3 separate regions of the Sus scrofa genome follow, and all the other regions are linked to region 2. Evidence: chromatin contacts called from public HiChIP or PLAC-seq data. All regions are on one chromosome and are shown on one strand. The core of a region is the stretch at or near the end of the contact, and the rest is flanking DNA. Distances in the headings are between cores, read along the strand shown. Region 1 overlaps BLM (Bloom syndrome RecQ like helicase). Region 2 has its middle 12 kb from the start of ZSCAN2. Region 3 has its middle 31 kb from the start of FURIN.

Evidence for each region. HiChIP or PLAC-seq counts read pairs in DNA pulled down with a chosen protein or histone mark.
Region 1: an H3K27ac HiChIP or PLAC-seq map of alveolar macrophages shows a contact between it and region 2. The contact joins two enhancer-like sites. A contact is called at or near these places in 1 of 5 promoter capture datasets (fetal liver), 1 of 47 Hi-C or Micro-C datasets (embryonic fibroblasts) and 1 of 2 datasets of contacts at active chromatin or transcription factors (alveolar macrophages).
Region 3: an H3K27ac HiChIP or PLAC-seq map of alveolar macrophages shows a contact between it and region 2. The contact joins two enhancer-like sites. A contact is called at or near these places in 1 of 47 Hi-C or Micro-C datasets (embryonic fibroblasts) and 1 of 2 datasets of contacts at active chromatin or transcription factors (alveolar macrophages).

Annotation. Positions count from the first base shown.
Region 1 is chr7:53,358,412-53,361,365 of Sscrofa11.1, forward strand. BLM (Bloom syndrome RecQ like helicase) reads left to right here. Exons shown (of 21, transcript NM_001123084.1): 6 at 1-392; 7 at 2,088-2,279. Among named protein-coding and RNA genes, the nearest start is that of BLM, 16 kb to the left of the region's middle. Within about 2 kb of position 1,445, at least 15 of the 83 cell types and tissues checked have an H3K27ac peak or open chromatin away from gene starts, as enhancers often do. A contact at or near this core is called in alveolar macrophages and embryonic fibroblasts, where this site is marked.
Region 2 is chr7:52,968,665-52,971,539 of Sscrofa11.1, forward strand. No RefSeq gene overlaps it. Among named protein-coding and RNA genes, the nearest start is that of ZSCAN2, 12 kb to the left of the region's middle. Within about 2 kb of position 1,282, at least 28 of the 83 cell types and tissues checked have an H3K27ac peak or open chromatin away from gene starts, as enhancers often do. A contact at or near this core is called in alveolar macrophages and embryonic fibroblasts, where this site is marked.
Region 3 is chr7:53,422,912-53,425,611 of Sscrofa11.1, forward strand. No RefSeq gene overlaps it. Among named protein-coding and RNA genes, the nearest start is that of FURIN, 31 kb to the right of the region's middle. Within about 2 kb of position 1,335, at least 16 of the 83 cell types and tissues checked have an H3K27ac peak or open chromatin away from gene starts, as enhancers often do. A contact at or near this core is called in alveolar macrophages and embryonic fibroblasts, where this site is marked.

The DNA of each region.
Region 1 (2,954 bases), core at 195-2,694, 390 kb after region 2:
GTCTTTTGTAAGTAGCAACTGGGCTGAAACCCCAAGGGTAGAAAAAAGAAATGAAAGCTCTTATTTCCCAGGAAATGTTCTTACAAGCACTGCTGTGAAAGATCAGAATAAACACACTACCTCAATAAATGACTTGGAAAGAGAAATCCAGGCATCCTGTGATATTGATAATTTTGACATAGATGACTTTGATGATGATGACGATGACTGGGAAAATATGATGCATAATTTAGCAGCCAGCAAATCTTCCACAGCTGTCTATCAACCTATTAAGGAAGGTCGGCCAGTCAAATCAGTATCAGAAAGGATTTCTTCAGCCAAGACAGACTCTCTTCCAGTGGCATCTACTGCTCAAAATAAAAACTTCTCAGAGTCAATTCACAATTACACTGGTAAGTTTAAAATAAATTGAATGGTTATATTTTATTTGAAAACAAAACTGGTCAAAATAGGAACTATGTGAGAAAAACCATAGCAAATCCTCATTGCCTGAAAACGACATTGTTTCTATGCAAATTTCTGCTGATAATATGAATTACAAATCACAATTTCAAAAGCAAGTTGCTCCTTTGTCTCTGTAGCAGCTGTAGTTTTATAAAATGTGTAATTATAACCTATTGTAGTAAAGCTCTAAAGTCATTACAAATGTGCCTTGCCTTTAAATTAACATTTTTTAGTCTCTAAAACAATAAAGCTCATGAAGGCCAAGTTCGTAATGCTTTTTGGGGGTGGGTAAAAGCAAAGCTGAATTTATGTTAAAAGTGTAATTGTGTGTATTTTTAGAATTCTGGATTGATGAGAACTGATCAATTTATAAAGTAGAGAAACATTAAAATGTAGGGCAGCCTAGGAAAGATAATGAAGTCAGAAATTTCTTATATCAGTCAAATGATTTCTTTTGGTCTAAAATCATTTTATTTCTTTGAGTGCCCACTATGTGCCATGTTCAGTGCACAGGTCCTCAGAGTAGATGGATAACGAAGAGTTCCTGCCCTCTTGGAGCTCACTATTTAAAGAGAAGTTTTTTGGAAGAGTAAAATTAGCCATTGCAAAGACTGCAGAGAAAAGGCAAAATTAATTTTAAAAACTTACATCAGCCTTATAATGTTATCAAAAATTGGGATTTTTTTTTTTAGCTGAATCAAGTTATGTGAGTAAGATTTTGTAAAAGTACAGTCCTCTCTATTTTCGCCATTGATGACTTAATACCACAGAGGTTGTTCTTGCAGTTACGCTGTTGACCTTTAAAATAACCATCAGTGGGTTTATTTTTGCATCATGTTTGATGTGTCATACTTGTGTCAGCAATTATCTTTGAGGCAGTTGAGTGTTGGGGTCAGAGTAACTGCCAGAGCCAACGTGAGCATCTCTTGTTCTCTGTGCTGAGCCAGAGCTGTGACAGCAAGGGTGCAGAACAGGGGGCGGAGTGAGAGACGTTTCGGAAGAAGAATCAGAGGAAGCTGGCATGACTCTGAGGTTTCAGACCCGGTGACTGGGAAAACCAGGACACCAGGAACAGAAATAGGGAAGTCAGGAGGCAGAGGCAGATTTGGAGAAAAGCTGAGGAGGGCTGTCTTAAGGTTTGCTGAGCTTTAAGTGCTGGAAAGTCATTCAGATAGGAATGTCTTGCACACAGTTGGAGGTGCGGGCAGAACTGGAACTTAGGAGGGGGCCAGTCTGGTCTTAAGAAAGAGATCTTGGCATCTGGTACCCATCAGGAATGTTTAAGGTCATAGGACCAAAAGAAGAATGTCTAAAGCCCCCAATCCCAAGTGTGTGATGGATTTTGCCAAATTTAAGGTGCAGGTGGAGGAAACGGAGCTGGAAAAGGGAATTTAAAGCAAGTAGAAAACCAGTGATTGTCTTGAAGGTCAAGAGAGAATAGCAGTGGTAGGTGCTGCAAAAAAAAGTCCAAGAAAGACCTGAGTTTAGCCCTGAGGAGGCTTTGACGCTGGGCAGTGAGGAAACCCCCATCAGCAGTTAAAGGAGACCCACGCTGATGACTTGGCAGGACAAAGGGTAAAAATGCTGAAACTGAGCTGTTACAATAATACCCTGATTTCTCTTAACATTGATTATTTTCTTAGACAAGTCGGAGCAAAATTTAACATCCAGAAATCTGAAACACAAGCATTTCCAAAGTCTTAATTTTCCTCATACAAAAGAAATGATGAAGATTTTTCATAAAAAATTTGGCCTGCATAATTTTAGAACTAATCAGCTTGAGGCGATCAATGCTGCACTGCTTGGTGAAGACTGTTTTATCTTAATGCCCACTGGTATGTATTTTTAGATATGAATTGGCAGGAATCCATTGGCAGATGTTAAATGAATGCCCTTTAATAGAAATAAAAAGAACACCTACACAGTATTTCTATCATTTAGGGACCTCTAAACCTCCGGTGCTGTAGTTGGTAAAGTGTATTATCTCATATCTTCTGCTCTAGTTGTTGACATGATAATGTTTATAGCCCTTTAATACTTTCAACTCAAAGCTCATAGTGTTGAACTGATCTAGGATTTTCCTTTGGGAATTTTTCTTTTTTCTAGTCTAAATTAGCCTGGAACAAGAACAAAAAAATTACTGTCACAGACCGTGACCATTTCTGGCAATTTATTTGGCACAACCTAGTATTGCATGGTGGTTAAAATCGTCAGCTCTGGAGCGATGGCCTGATCTTAAAGCACAGCTCTGCCACTTCTTAACCATGTGGCCTTGAGCAAGCTGCCTCCCTCCCTGAACCCCAGCCTCCTCGTAATAACGAGGGGGTAATAATGAGGTGCCCACTTAGAGCGTTGTGAGGATTAAGGGAAAAGCATTGAGCGTAGTTCTTTCTCATCCTCAGTTTTGAAGAGTTCCAGGACTTTTCTTTGTGCTATTAAAGCTTATAACAGCTGGTCAATGATTTATATTTATCCAGGTAAGAATATTAGATGAGCCCTTGGGATAAGAA
Region 2 (2,875 bases), core at 32-2,531:
GTTTAAGAATTTCATTAATTCTTGGAATTTCCTGGTCAACAGTAGTGAGCTAATCCGCCTGATAGACCTTTTCCATCCCCCAGAGAAAGATGATTCATCCACTTTTTTTCTTTTTCTCTGCCCCACTTTTGTCTACAAAAACTTTTCTTTTTTTGCAGCTCTTTGGTGCTCTTTTCTCTCTGCAGGACGGGATGCTGCTTGATTCACAAAACGTTAAATAAAACCAATGTGATGATCTCTCTCTCTTTTTTTTTTTCCCTCGTACAACTGCACCCGCAGGATATGGAGGTTCCTAGACTAACAGTCTAATCGGAGCTGTAGCTACTGGCCTACACCACAGCCACAGCAGCTCCAGATCCGAGCCACGTCTGCAATCTACACCACAGCTCATGGCAATGCCGGATCCTTAACCCACTGAGCGAGGCCAGGGATTGAACCTGCAACCTCATGGTTCCTAGTCAGATTCGTTTCCACTGCCCCATGACGAGAACTCCGTGATCATCTCTTAACAACATTTATTGTGTTCTGTAAAGTCATCACAAACCTGAATTAGAAAAACCAGAACCATTACTCCGAGAGCAAATAGAGAGTTAGGTTCCTAGGAGCCTCTAGTCACATTTTCGACAACGAATCCGCATATACCTTTGTTTTACATGTGTTTCTATTTAAAGACACTTTGTTTAACATATATCTCTTACAAATAAATTGATTGCGTAGTCTTTCAATGATTTAAAGACAGGGCTTTGGAAGCTCTTTGTGTTCTATGGGTTTATTTGCCACTGTCCTTATAAAAACAAGCCAGCTTCATCAGCATTGTGAACCTGCTCTTCCACATAACCCTTTTCCAGTATAACATTTAGCAGGTATTTTTAAAATTCTTCCATAGCCTCTTGATCTGCAAAACCAGCCTTGCCTGGAAATTTAACATTTTTCATTCCCTTAGTGCTTTTTGAAATGTTTCAGTCGGTCAGCACTCACTGAAAGGATTTTTCTCTTGACTCAGTGTGACTGTAAATTTGCCTTTCGAGCCTCACAACAATGCTGTCAGCTGTGCCTGTCATCTCACGAATCTACAAATTTAGCCACTTGTCTATCTTTTCCATAGCTTCATCACACACCGTAATTGTTATTTTGGCACTTTCCGGGGCAGCCTCAGTACAGATCAGCCGATTTCCTCTTCCTTTTTCTAGGTACAAGGCTTTGTTGACTCATTAACACAGAACTCACAGCCAAGGGCACCATGACTCATGCCTGAAGGAAGCTTATCTAACTTACTTGTTTTCTCCATAAGGCACATTCCAGCCTTCTTGACCCTATGAACACTAGGAAGCACTACTGCACTACTCTTGGGAGCCATTTAAAAAGCGAAATTGGAGTTCCCATTGTGGCTGAGTGGTTAACGAATCTGACTAGGAACCACGAGGTTGAGGGTTCCATCCCTGGCCTCAACCAGTGGGTTAAGGATCCGACATTGCCATGAGCTGTGGTGTAGGTTGCAGACGAGGCTTGGATCCCGCATTGCTGTGGCTGTGGTGTAGGCCAGCAGCTTCCGCTTGGATTAGACCCCTAGCCTGGGGGACCTCCATATGCCATGGGTGTGGCCCTAGAAAAGACAAAAAGATTAAAAAAAAAAAAAATCAACAACAAAAATCACAAAAATACAAAAAATGTGGCATTAAATAGACCACACAGACACTCATTTGCAGTATGAGAGCTAAAGCAGGAAGGCAGAGAATGGCCTTGTTCAACCTCAGCTGGGAACATGTTTGTTAAGCACGTTAAGTGTGTTAAGCATGTGCTTTGTTAAGCAACTCAATTTTTTTGCAGCTCTGTACGTGTCCACAAATGACCCCAGAAGTGCCATGAATATTGATTTGGGGGTTAGAAATTTTCAAGAGTAGGCAAATTCACAAATATGGCATCCGCAGCTGAGGATGGATTGTGCCTAGTAAAAAGAATATGACAGGTGTTCCCTGGTGGTTCTGTGGGTTAAGAATCTAACATTGTCACTGCTGTGGCTCCAGTCACTGCTGTGGCGTGGGTTCAAACCTTAACCCGGGAGCTTCCGCATGCCATTGGCATGGCCAAAAAATAAAATAAAAAATAAAAAAAAAAGAGAGATTAGTATGTATTTGCACACCAGGATGCCTGCGATTCATTTTTAAGTGGAAAAAAGAGAGTTACAGAATACCACGTATAAAGGTGAAAAAAGAGAATGCTTCTAAGGGCCATGTAGGTAGCTAAAATAGTGAGGTGGGCTGGGGGAAGGCATCTGAGAAGAGCGGGGAGTAGAGAGCTCATCCCACCTGCAGGGGGCAGCCCGCTGCTCAGCGCTGGTCAACTGTTTCCAGGCAGAAGTGTGGGTCCAGTGATGCCTTATCGTCCAGGTTTTTAAGATTCTCAGGAAATATCCCAATTTAAGATGTTGGCAACTAATTCAAAAGTTTAAAAATTCTATGTGGGTCAAACAAAACCCAGTACGTCCTCCAGTGTGTGGTAGTATTTATGAGAAAAGCACACATGTAAATAGGAAAAAGTCTGAATGAATACACATCCACCAGGCCATTCACGGAAAAGAATAGTGTTGAAGGCAGGGGTTAGGTCTTCATCTTTTCTGTATTGTTTGAGACCTTGGTCATGAAAGGATAGTTATGTATTATCTACCTTTTTTTTTTTTTTTTTTTTTTTGCTTTTTATGGCTGCACTTGCAGCCTATGGAGGTTCCCCGGCTAGGGGTCACATTGGAGCTGCAGCTGCCAAGGTCACATTGGAGCTGCAGCTGCCAGCCTACACCACAGCCACAGCAACGTGTGATCTAAGCCGCTTTTGCAATCTACACCACAGCTCCTGGCAATGCCAGATACTTAACCTACTG
Region 3 (2,700 bases), core at 85-2,584, 450 kb after region 2:
TCAGGGCTGGGAGAGGAGGAGGCGGGGGTTCAGCAAGGAAAGATCAGAAGCGTCCAGGGGAGAAATTAAGTTGCAGCTCTAGGAGTTTCTGCCGTGGCTCAGCGGTAACAAACCCAACTAGTTAGTATCCATGAGGAGGCAGATTCGATCCCTAGCCTCACTCAGTGGGTGAAGGATCTGGCGCTGCCGTGAGCTGTGGTGTAGGTCGAAGACACAGCTAAGATCTGGTGTTGCTGTGGTGTCGGCGGGCAGCTACAGCTCTGATTCGACCCCTAGCCTAGGAATTTCCATATGCGGTGGGTGTGGCCCTAAAAAACAAAATAATAATAATAGTAATAAATTGCAGCTCTATGGAACAATCAGGTTCCTTTTCCCCATCTCCTCACAAAAATACTCCAACAGAATATTTCTTGTTTCCTTGTGGATTGGATCCATTTTGAGCTTCGCTACCAAGAGCCCCTGCTTCTGCAGGAATCAACCCTCCCCACAATCTGAGAGAGGGTCCTGTTGCTCCCAGAGGCAGCTGAGCCTGAAACCAGTCAGGGCCAGGCCCTCATTCTCTGGCCTGATGTCACCTGGCTGGTGGGGCAAGATGAGAACAGGCCAGGGGCTGACAATACCCAGGACAGCCCAAGGGTCCCAGCCTGTCCTCCTGATGGAATGTCAAGCCGCACCACCCAGTCCTGGCCTAAACTGCTTGGGGCAGAAAGGCCCAGCCCAGTGCTAATCCCAGGTTCTCCACCTGTTCTGATTCTGTTTCCTTGCCAGGTCCTGGGCTCATGCCGAGAGCCTGATTTCTGGGAAGTGGAAGAGTAGGGTGAGGCAGGCATGAGGGGCTATGCGGTCACTCCTTCTGGCAGGCTGGGATTGGTGCTGTGCCTCCTGTGGCCACCCTCCCCTCAAGACACTCCTGGTCAAAGTTCCCCAGGGGAAGAGCCACAGTCATACCCCCTCCTCAAGGAGGCTGCTCATGCCACTGGCAAAGACCTTCTTGCCCTTGGAGATGGGCTACCCTGATCCGGAGGCCCCAGATCTGGGGTTGGCATTTCCTGTTCTTCAAACCTGTCTGTTCAGTCCTTTAAACCTGTTGCTGACTTGCTGTGTGACCTTGGGCAAGTCACTTCCCCTCTCTGGGCCTCAGGCTTTACCAATAGAATGAATGATCCAGTCTGCCCACCTACTGGGACATTCCAAAACTGTGAAATGTTCATCACCATGTGATCTTATGTAATCAGAGCCGCATTCCTTTAATTTGACAAAAATGCACATGGTCCCGATGGGTGACTCAGCAGTCCTCAGCTCTGGCCTGGACACCCACGTCGCTTGGGGTGGGGAGGAACAGGTCCTACCCAGACCCACAGAATCAGAGTCTCTGGGCCTCTGGGCCTCTGGGTGGGCAGGACTTAGAGATTTGCATTTTTAAGAGGCCGCCTGGGGAGTCCCCATTGGCCCAGTAGGTTAAGGATCTGGCGATGTCATTGCTGTGGCTTGGGTTGCTGCTGTGGCTCAGATTTGATCCCTGGCCCAGGAGCTTCTGCATCCCATGTGCATGGCCAAAAAAAAAAAAAAAAAAGAAGAAGAAAAAGCTGCCTAGGAGGTCAGACTTTAAAGGGCAGGAGAACCTAGACTCTCGCTACCCCAGTACTTGACAAGATGAGTAATAGCACAGTGGCAACTTGTTTATAAAGAAAATGAGCCAACACACTGAGCAGACAATCTCCACAGCGGTGGCCTTTGGTGCCCTCTGCCCTCATGGATCCTGAGCGGCCAGGGACATGGGAGCAGGACACAGTCCTGGCCAGGCAGAGGGGGCTGGGGTGCAGGGTGTGTAAGAGGCAGCAGGAAACGGAAGGCCTGCACCCTCAGCAAGAGTGGCCTCCGTGGGGGAAGTCTCCCCGCCCACCCCTGCACATTTGAGCTCCTGAAAAGCAGGTTGAAAACCACACAGCTCTCCCAACTGTCCCTCCAAGGGAAGGCAGCCTGGTTCCCCTGTGAGAAGTAGAGGGTCTGCAGGAGATGCTCGAGTTAACTGAGCAAGGTGAAAAGAACACCCAAGGCTACTCTGCCAACTGCCATGAAGAGGCTGGCAATCACTGGAGGGCGTGGCTGGAAGGGGATGGGGCCAAGGATCAGAGGCAGCTTCCCTGAAACTAATAGCTTCAGGACAGGAGTTCCCATCATGGCTCGGCAGAAACGAATCTGAGCAGCATCCATGAGGACACAGGTTCCATCCCTGGCCTCGCTCAGTGGGTTGAGGATCTGGCATTGCTGTGAGCTGTGGTGTAGGCCGGCGGCTACAGCTCTGATTTGACTCCTAGCCTGGGGACCTCCATATGCCATGGATGCAGCCCTAAAAAGACCAGAAAAAAAAAAAAAAAAAAAAAAGCTTCAGAACAGAGAAAAGCTAATGAGAATATGAGTTGGTTATGAAAAAAAAAAAAAAAAAATAGGCATTCCCCGTTGTGGCACAGTGGAAACGAACATGACTAGTATCCATGAGGATGAGGGTTCAATCCCTGGCCTCACTCAGTGGGTTAAGGGTCTGGCATTGTGGTGACTGTGGTATAGGCTGGCAGCTGCAATTCTGATTCCACCCCTAGCCTGGGAACCTCCACATGCCTTTGGTCTGGACCTAAAATGCAAAAAAAAAAAAAAAAAAAAAAAAAAAAAAAGGCACAAAGAAGAGATAACTTTAAAATA